2 separate regions of the Cyprinus carpio genome follow, and region 1 is linked to region 2. Evidence: chromatin contacts called from public Hi-C data. All regions are on one chromosome and are shown on one strand. The core of a region is the stretch at or near the end of the contact, and the rest is flanking DNA. Distances in the headings are between cores, read along the strand shown. Region 1 holds the start of LOC109089605 (microtubule-associated serine/threonine-protein kinase 4-like). Region 2 overlaps LOC109089605 (microtubule-associated serine/threonine-protein kinase 4-like).

Region 1 (4,566 bases), core at 450-2,949, 44 kb before region 2:
AAAGTTACTTAGTAGAATTCCTAAAGTGGACTATTGAAATAAAGTGTAACCAAAGTGTTTTTATTATTATTATTTTTATTTATTTACTAATTAATTCATTTTGCTATATAATATTTCCTAAAAAAGTCTATATTGCAATGATCTGATTTTAATTGTGGTTCCAAATAAAGCATTTAAATATGTGTGCATGTTTATTTCCTAAAAAATATGTTTGACAGAGCTACAGAGTGAATCTATAAACCTTGCAGTGATTTGTAAATTTACAGTTAAGTCAGGTGAGGCACAGTTGCTGTAGCCATGAACTACAGTAGACTGAACTCTTGCTGATAAAGAGACCGTAGAGCACATCCCATTGCTTTTTTAAACACTTACAAGAAATGTGGTTCTTTCAACAGTCTGAGGATCCTTAAATCAATGGTACTTCTTACCTGATGGTTTGGTAATCTCTTGGACACATTTAGTGAATCTTTATGGACTAATCACAAGAATTATCACCTGAGAGCACAAGGCTCTGTTTATAAAGCACTATGACCTCAATATTGTGTATTGTTTGCGCATATTTAAAATCTGAAAAAAAAAAAAATGCTTATGATCTTTTAAATTAAAGATGGAATATCTGTGCTTGTTATGTTTTCTCAATCACTTTGGCTTAATTCTCTGTTTTCCCCTCAAAACAATAGAGTATGCTGATAAAAACTGATGAGTTAATGCAAAATACATTTATCAAAATCTGTCAGGCACACATGTATATTCCATAAATATCTATGACATGGTATGATTTGGACATGGTACATTTTACCATTAAACAATAATTTTGGTAGCATGGAGCTTGTTATCGTTTTGACTGGTGTATTATAGTAAGCAGTGAGTGTCAACAGAAAATTAAATAAACACATTTTTCCAGGATTGACTTCCATGGTGACAAATCATCTAAACATTTTGATCAGTAGGGGTCACTGTTTCATTTTGGTGACACTGGTCAGTTTACTGACACAGTAACTGGGTTTTGAAGCATGAATGGAATGAGTGATTTACTGTTTTGTATACAGTACATGCATTAGAGTTGTGGTTTCCCATAAAACAGTTGTGACAATTGCACTTACAGTTTAAAGATTATTAGGGTTACACTTTATTTTGATGGTCTCTTTTAAAAATTCAGTTAACTATAAGTAACTACATGTCATCTTATTCTCTTTAGAGTATTAGTAGAGTATTTGTGGAGTATTACTATACCTGAAACTTATGTCGTTGAAATGTTTTTCTTGAAAAGTGTGCTTGAGATCTCTCTTTAAAATAACCTAAATGCTACTTGGTTTAATTTTAAGGTGTGTCTTGAGTGTTTAAATACTTTTAAGGGGAATTTCATATTGCAGGAATCCACTGCGACTATCCCCGTCTTCGGTGCACACGGGAAGCCCTAATCTAATCGGAAACATAACATGAGAGTAGCCTGAACAAAACAATATTGTAGACAATAAAGCTAAATCTCTGGCCTACGTGTAAAATAATAGAAATAATTCGTGTCTCTTGATTTCATAAAACGAAATAGAGTTCCTTTCTATCCCTGCTGTGACTCAACACCTGTCAGGGTTCTTCCGACAAACCTTTTTCTGTGGGCGCCATTGATTTAAAAGTCCTTGACCAGCGAGCTCTTTTCTCATTGGCTGATGGGCGGGGTTTGTTTGGCCAATGAGCGTAGACTTTAGTTAAAGACACTGCGGCGCTGCTAAGCAGGACGCGAAACAAACTTCACTTTCAATGGATGTTTGTCATGTTATGAAGACTTATGTTAGTTAAAATTACAGCAGTACAGTGAAGGGAGTTCTCTCGGGCGCTCAGCTGGACCTCAAATAAGGTGTCCTTCAGCATGTCATTAGTTTAAGACAATTAACGTGATGTTTTAGGGCAATGGAGAGTGAGCAGTCAGAAAAATTTGGAGGCGGCGGAGGCGACTCATCAGGCTCCGACACGCTGTCAGAAGTCGAGACAAGAGCCGAGCCGTATGAATCCGAACTACACTTGGAAGAATTTAAATGTCACTCCTCAGATTTTGTAGGTCTTGAGGAAAAAGTGAAGGGAAGTGATTCTGATGAATGCAGCGACGAGATAAAAGCGAGAAACGGGGACCATCAGGAGGAAGGAGAAAATGAAGGGGACGAGGACGAAATGGTAAAGTAACTTACATTGATTATTGTAGCACCGAACACTTGTGACATTCCGTTTGCGTTTGTTTGAATAATGAAAGCTGGAAGCTCGCGACTGCAGGTGTTTATTTGAGAAGTGTAAAAGATTTCCCATGTTGTTACTGTAGTTTTGGAGAATATTTGGTATTTCCCCTCTTTGATACTGATTGATATTGATATTCAACAACCATACACTCTGCTCCAACCTCTAACAGAAGTGTTACACATGCTGTTAATTCATTTGAACTTACCTATTTAATATTTGTATTTTTTTTTAACTTTAATTATTATTTTTGTTAACTTAAGATAAAATCGAAATATCGCTGTACGAATGATTGGCCTTTTCAGATTATATCGATAGTCACGTGTTAATTGTAATATAACATGCACACTAAATTGCGATTGCAAGGCTATAGTTTACTCATACTGAATTATGATCGGTCTCGTCTTTTAGCCTACATCTGTTTTCTCCTCCACATGTTTAACTTATGTTTTTGTCTTCCACGTTTAACCATTTACAAAGATAAAGTTGTTTTATTCATGCATGTCTCTTAAATAAATAAATAAATAAATAGATGCACACATTTGCAAATTACAATAAAATATAGGCACAACAGAAATTTGGGTACTTTATTTGTATTTTTTAAATACAATTCAGAGTTTGTTCTTTATTAAATCACTTTATCCAAAGACATGTTTATTTAATCAAATATTTATTTACACATTAAAATTTACTTGTTTTATCAAAATATATAATAACATTATGTAAATGGGTTTGCCCTTTCAGTAGATAAAATTGGGAGTTGTTATGTTTATCATATTAGCAAAATTACACTTAATATAATATTTTACAGAGCCTAACCATGTGAAGATGTTACAAAAAAAAAAAAACAAAAAAAAAAACAAATTGGTGTTTTACAAAATTGTGCATCACCTTAAAGTCAACATGAACTCAACCCAGTTTACTCTATAATTAAATGTACCTGGTCTTATTGTGAATGATGCATCGGTGCATATCATAATCTTTCATCAATGTGTAATAACTTACTCTACATCTAGCAAGACCTTCCTTTCCAATTGCTGTCACCAAGTCTTTTCTTTCTTTCTTTCTTTCTTTCTTTCTTTCTTTCTTTCTTTCTTTCTTTCTTTCTATTTATCATTATTATTGTTATTATTTGTAATCCATGTTTTCAAGCACCTTTTACTTTTCACCAATCATTACTCTGTAGTCTCACCCTAAACTGTGAATACCATTTAAAGTTATTTGTCTAAAGGCATATGTGCAGTGTTGTACATCTCAATGATTGCAGACAGGGGGTTTCTAACATTTAGCTGTCATTCATTTAACTGCTATTTGTAGGTGTTCATTTACAGGTATTCTGCATATGTACTTTGAACTTTCTCACATGCATTTTCATCTGGTTTCAGTTTCATTCAGCTGTGTACAGGTATGTTGTATGTGATTTGCACATGGTATAAAAACAGAAGCACCATTTGCTTGTTTCAAACAATAGGTTCTTAAAACCAAAGTGAAATTCTGTGACCTTTGTTTGCCTATTCTAACCTGAAAAGTAGGTTAGTCATTGTCAAACTCTGACTGGTTTGTCCAGCATAGTTAACATGTCAGACCCTTTTCACTGGGTGTGACGTCTAATTGGCTTGCCCAAGGATTAGATGGCTTAGACACACCAATCAGATACCTGAGATGCTTGACGCTCTCAGAGCCATGTGATCACCTGTTTACTTATAGCCAGGTCAAGAAGCGAGTGGAAACAAATTATCTGAAGCTCATAAAGATATGCCACAAAGGTATTGCAGTGCAGAAGATGGACTTCTGAAAAGCAGTGCAGCTTATCTTCCCCTGCTGCTGTTTGTTTACATAAAGGGATTCCAACCACTGCATATTTATACACCCTTCATGTGAACAGTTGTTGAAGGGCCTACTTGTGATGTGTAGCAAACAGCACATTTAAGTGTCTGGATACATTTAAATGGGTCATATGATGCGATTTCATGTGTTCCCTTGTCTTCGGAGTGTTAAAAGCTGTTTGTGTATACAGACGATCCGTAAAGTCGCAAAGATTAATGTCTCAAACCCAAAGTGATATTCTTTATAAAAGTGAACACTCAGCCACGCCTTCCTAAAACACCTTGTTTAAACACGCCCCCACATGTCTACCTCACTGTGTGGGAAGATTTGCATAACACCGCCCAAATGTATATGCAAAAAAAGAAGGTGTAACTTTTATTCTCACTGTAATATTGTTGCGGCTGCCGCCATCGTGGAGATGCTGTGTGTTTCATTGTGAAAGCCAAACTACTTTGTTTGGCCTTCAAAAAGAGGACACGACTAGAAATCAGTGGTTAGGTTTTATTTACAACA
Region 2 (5,316 bases), core at 978-3,477:
GAACAGTGTTTTACATTTTTACACGTTTGACCTTCTAAAATAATTTTCATACATATTCTGCAGGTATCTGTCAATCTCTTTTTTTTTTTTTTGCTGCTCCGTAACTGGTATCGTTCAAGCTTCGCTGGAGAAACAAGGAGAACTGAGGGGAACCCACTTAATATTCACATGGCAGACACGGTGAATTGAAATGAATGAGTGAGAAAGACTGAGGGTATGCAAGTGTTGGAGCAAGAGAGTGTGTTTGTGTGGGAAGGTGAGAGAATGTGTGCGAGAGGGCGAGCAAGAAAAAAAACACAGTAGACTGTGAAATTGACGATTGGGATTGGCACGATGGCCGTCGCTTAAAGTTTCATCTCTACATGTTAATAAGACTGCACTGCTGTATAACACTCCAGGAGTAAGAAGATTGGCGAATGGATGCCTTAAAAATACCACTACAGCTGCCCATGAAATCACACTATATTGACTCCCGATATGTAGCTGGTTCTGAGGATAATTAGTTTTTGGAGGGCATCTTACTTGGAAAAACCAGGTCATACCAGCTTACCGGTGATCAAGTTGATGGAACATGGTAGCTGGTTTGTTGCCGTTACTATATAAAACGATCTACGGGATGGACTTGGACCATGCCAAATGATAGTCTAGCTATGTATTGCTGGACTTTTGACTGTTAGCATTAGTTCTAGTCCACTTGCCAGCTTATTTTTGGCATTGTTTTTTTTTTTTGCCAAATCTATAAAATTACCAAAGCTGTAACCATAGTGGAATACAATTCTGCTCATCGAGATATGGTGTACTTGCTTCTGAGTGCCACAAACAAACTCTGAGTATCTCCCTGAGTGCCTTGTAAACTTATCTGTTGATTATTCGATCTTTAAAAATGCTCATTGTTAACACAAATTGCTACCTGTCTTGACTCCTTAAAGCTGTGTAACAGCAGTCAAATGGAGCTGTCCATTTTAGCATGCAGCTGCTGAGAATAGTAGGATGTTCAAAACTGCTACTGGTTGGGGAAGATTGCTTTAACAAATAGTCCTAAAGGACAAGTTCACCAATTTTCAACCAGCTTTATATTGTTAGTGTCAGATGCATAGGCGTCATTAGCAGGCGAAAAGTTGGGACTGGTTCTAAAATTAACATTCAAGTGCCAAATGCAACCCAAAATATCAGTGTTCATGTTCCTTATAACATGTATCTAACTATCTTCCCAAATTTGTAATAGTTTATAAATATTTGGTCAGTACATTTTCTCAAGTCACCAGCCATTGGCAGACGTGGCAAATAGTTAATTTACAACTCCGAGGAAACCTCTTACATTTATGCTGGTTCCTGGTTTACCTGACCCTGATCTAATTTGTTTCCTAGGGGGCGTTCACACAGGATGCATTCTTGTGTTCAAAAACCTATGCATGCATTTGCCAATTTGCCAAAAGCCTAGAGCTCATTGCGCAAGACACTGAAAAAAAAACTATGTGAATGGCAACAGAATGACCAGAGACACCGGCTGCATATTTATAAAAGTAGCAACACTGCTTTAAAATGGAAAATCTGAAAGATGCTACTTTTTGAGATGGTTTTGTTGTTCAAGCTTGTTTATGATGGAAGGCAAGGAAAACTCTTTCTCTCAGCTATGACTCATCACAATAATGAAGAAAGTGCTCTTATTGTGTGGTCCTCTCATCCTATTTCTGGCCAATTCTCCATGGCCATGACCGCAGAGGCTTCTGACCTTCACTTCAGACTCCTTATCTGCAGCTCCAGTTGAAAGACAAATAGGAACTCAATACCGTTCAACGTCAGCTTGCTAACACCACTGACCAAATGTGGACGCACACACAGGATGCCAGCTGCATTGTTTAGTGCTGGCAAAACAATGCACAACAGGATTTCCTGTCTCTTCTTACCCTGCAAGCAGTCACTCCGGGCGCCACAGAACATGCCTGTTTCGGGGGTTGGTGGGTTGTGGGTGGGTATGAATCAACTGCCCTCATGGGATTTTACAATGAATTTCAGCTGCTGGTCTTCACCCCCCCACCCAATCCTCTCTTATTCCTCCTGCATTCTCTATCTCTCTTGCTCTTCCATCAAACATACATTCACAAGCTCTCTCTCTTTCACATGCTCACATCCTCTCTTCTCTTCAAACACGTACATGCTCCCACATTGTCCTGAAGTTCAAAGAGAGCGAAACAGCGACGTGTCAGCTGACCGGCCCCCTCCAATCAGATAAGTTCTGATGTAAGTCTTTAGCAGCTGCTCGAATCAGATGGAGTGTGCCTGTTGGATCGCAGGAGCGCTAGAGGAGGCAGCGCGGTGCAGTATGGCTAAGTAGCAGTGAGACACGCACACACACAGCGAGAGAGTATGCGCTCTTCGCCTCCAGCATGGATGAGTCCAGCATTCTGAGGAGACGTGGGCTACAGGTAGGGAATATAGAGCGTGGGTGTGGGTGTTTGCCGCTTCGTTGGTAGTTTTGTAGCTTTTGCGTGAACACTTGGGTGTGGGATGAATTACAGAATAGAGTCTGTGTCTTTGCATGCTGAAACATCCGTATGCTGCACTGGAAGACAAAATGAGTTTTGTCACTGAAAAGACTGCACAGTGCAAATATTGGTAATGATTTCTGTTTCTCTGCAAATAGTTTATACCTTGTTAATTTCATTTTAAACAAGATCAGCAACTTTACAAAACTGTTAAAAACAAGAAATGTATCTTTTTAAAAGAAGTTGTCTTTGTTAGACTGTTGAGTTCTTGGTTATCGTAATAAAACCTTGAAGTTTCTGATAGAACACTTTATATTGTTTATTATTTTAATTGTTTTTTATTGTATTTAGGCTGGATTCTGTGTAATATAGTTTCAGAGCAGTTTTAATGAATGAATTTAATAATCTGTTAGACTTTTCCATCTTGGTGTGTAATTTGTGTATTATTGGCAATAACTGTGAAATTATCCAATATATTCGTGATTTTGAAAAGTTTCTGTATTCATTGTTGTACGCTATTATCACTAATGTATTCCAAACCAGTATGACTTTCTTCTGTAGAACACAAAAGAAGATCATTTAAAGAACCACCCCAACCAAAAAACAGAAAAAAAAACAAAAATTCCCTCAAAATGTTTCCTCCACATATTAAACAAAGATTAAAAAAAACATTAGAACAAAATAATGATGAATGAATTTAATTATTTAATTAACATCTCTTGAAATAGTGATATTAAAGCGACTTGTATGATCTATCCCTGTATATTTGGAGTAACGGCAGTGTGAGTTTATCATAACAAAAAAGCCACCCATCTATTATATTCTAATCTCATGAAATAGAAATAACAAATGTGCGACTCTTGTAGTATTTTCTTTGTTTAGGCAAGGGAAAGGACACTTGTTTCTAAACTCTGTGTGCTGTGGACATCACCACAGCTGGCAATAAAACAAAAAGATTGTTTGCCCTGAGGACAAGATTCAGAGTTCTGCTGTATGATTTCATGTGGGAGACGGTGTTTTCATTTGTCAGTCAAATACATGTCAGTGCACTGTTTCACACTCTATATTGCCTCAGGCTATGATCTCATGCAGTAAATCAGAGACTGGGGGGACTGGGACATGCAGGAAACTTCCTGAATCGAGTTACTGTTGTAATTGTCACTACAGCAGAGAAAGTGAGTGTGTTACATGGCTAAATTTAGACAGGTTGATGTCAGTGAGAAGGTTGAGTCAATTAGCTGCATTATGTCAATTACATCAAGGTAGCTGCAGCATGCAGGGCAATTGTTTTAAGAACCACTAAACACAGTGTCACTTCTAATTGTGTTTGGGAGAGTTGAATGTAATTAAGTTGGAGTTTAAATTTAAAGGCTTGTTTACACCAAGAGTGGATATTCTGTATTTGTCTGACAGAAGAGAAACAAAACAAGGCTTTTCCCTATTCATTCATTCATTCGTTCATTCATTCATTCATTCTTGTATTTTTTCATTCATTCATTCATTCATTCATTCATTCGTTCGTTCGTTCATTCGTTTGCTCGTTCTTGTATTGTTGCATTCATTCGTTCACTCATTCTTGTATTTTTTGCATTTATTAGTTCACTTATTCTTGTATTTTTTGCATTTATTCGTTCACTCATTCTTGTATTTTTTGCATTTATTCGTTCACTCATTCTTGTTTAATTTTTTATTAATTCTTGTATTCATTCATTCTTGTATTTTTTCATTCATTCATTCATTCATTCATTCATTCATTAATTCACTCATTCATTCATTCATTCTTGTATTGTTGCATTCATTCGTTTGCTCATTCTTGTATTTTTTGCATTTATTCGTTCATTCATTCTTGTATTTTTTTATTAATTATTGTATTCATTCATTCTTGTATTTTTTGCAATCATTTATTCATGATTGTATTTTTTTGCAATCACTCATTTTTATTTATTTTACCTCCTTTGTTTATTCATTCATCTATTTGTTTTTCTTATTTTCTTTTTTATTTTGTCAGAATGTTTTTTTGTTTTGTTTTTTTAGTCTCCGTGTAAATAAAACTGACCTTTCATCAGTAGTTTATTTTGCTATATAATTTAGTTGGTGTTTATTTATAAATTTAATTATACAGGTAAAATGTTAAATTGAAATGTTACAGTCTCAGTTTAAACAACATGCTATATAAAAAAGATATTTTTCTTTCCAAAGCATTGCCAGTATTTTCTCACTTACCGCCCAAATGTTCTGCCTATTATGACATTAGATTCAGTAATGCAATTCAAAAAGACTAAAACTTATTGTTTAGCAAATAAATATGGGTCTTCCGGGCTGTATCCTGTAAAATCGGCTGGTTCCACTGAGGATATTGTTGTCAGCAGAACATATTGAAATGGGGAGTTGATACTGGCAGGTAATTAGAATGAATAGACAGTAGTGGTGCTGTATTAGCTTTGTAATTACAGTTGCATTGAATGTGTGCATTCAGAAGTCTCTTGGGGTCACCTCTCCCTGCATTTGTTTAGTTGCATTGAGCTTCACTTCACATTTAGGCTTGGTCTAATAATAATAATAATAATAATAATAATAATAATAATAATAATAATAATAATAATAATAATAATAATAATAATAATTAAATATGCACATATAATTACTTTTCTTTTTGCATGGAAGTAATTAATTTGGCAATCTTGAGGAATATATATTGTATTTTTAAAATAGTAACCTGTGTTTAAGTCCTATGCATTTAAAATATATTTATGGAAAATAACTATATCTCCTATATAATATAATATAATATAATATAATATAATATAATAATATAATATATATATAATAT

Evidence for each region. A called contact is a pair of places that touch in the nucleus more often than the background predicts.
Region 1: a Hi-C map of red blood cells shows a contact between it and region 2, with 7 times the contacts expected there. The contact joins the promoter of LOC109089605 here to the enhancer-like site in region 2. A contact is called at or near these places in 2 of 8 Hi-C or Micro-C datasets (liver and red blood cells).

The regions. Positions count from the first base shown.
Region 1 is chrB23:10,465,503-10,470,068 of ASM1834038v1, reverse strand. It overlaps LOC109089605 (microtubule-associated serine/threonine-protein kinase 4-like), which reads left to right and starts at 1,699. Exons shown (of 30, transcript XM_042750781.1): 1 at 1,699-2,169. The coding sequence starts at 1,909.
Region 2 is chrB23:10,421,777-10,427,092 of ASM1834038v1, reverse strand. All of the region lies in intron 3 of LOC109089605 (microtubule-associated serine/threonine-protein kinase 4-like), which reads left to right. Among protein-coding and RNA genes, the nearest start is that of LOC109089605, 44 kb to the left of the region's middle. Within about 2 kb of position 2,227, at least 1 of the 8 cell types and tissues checked has an H3K27ac peak or open chromatin away from gene starts, as enhancers often do.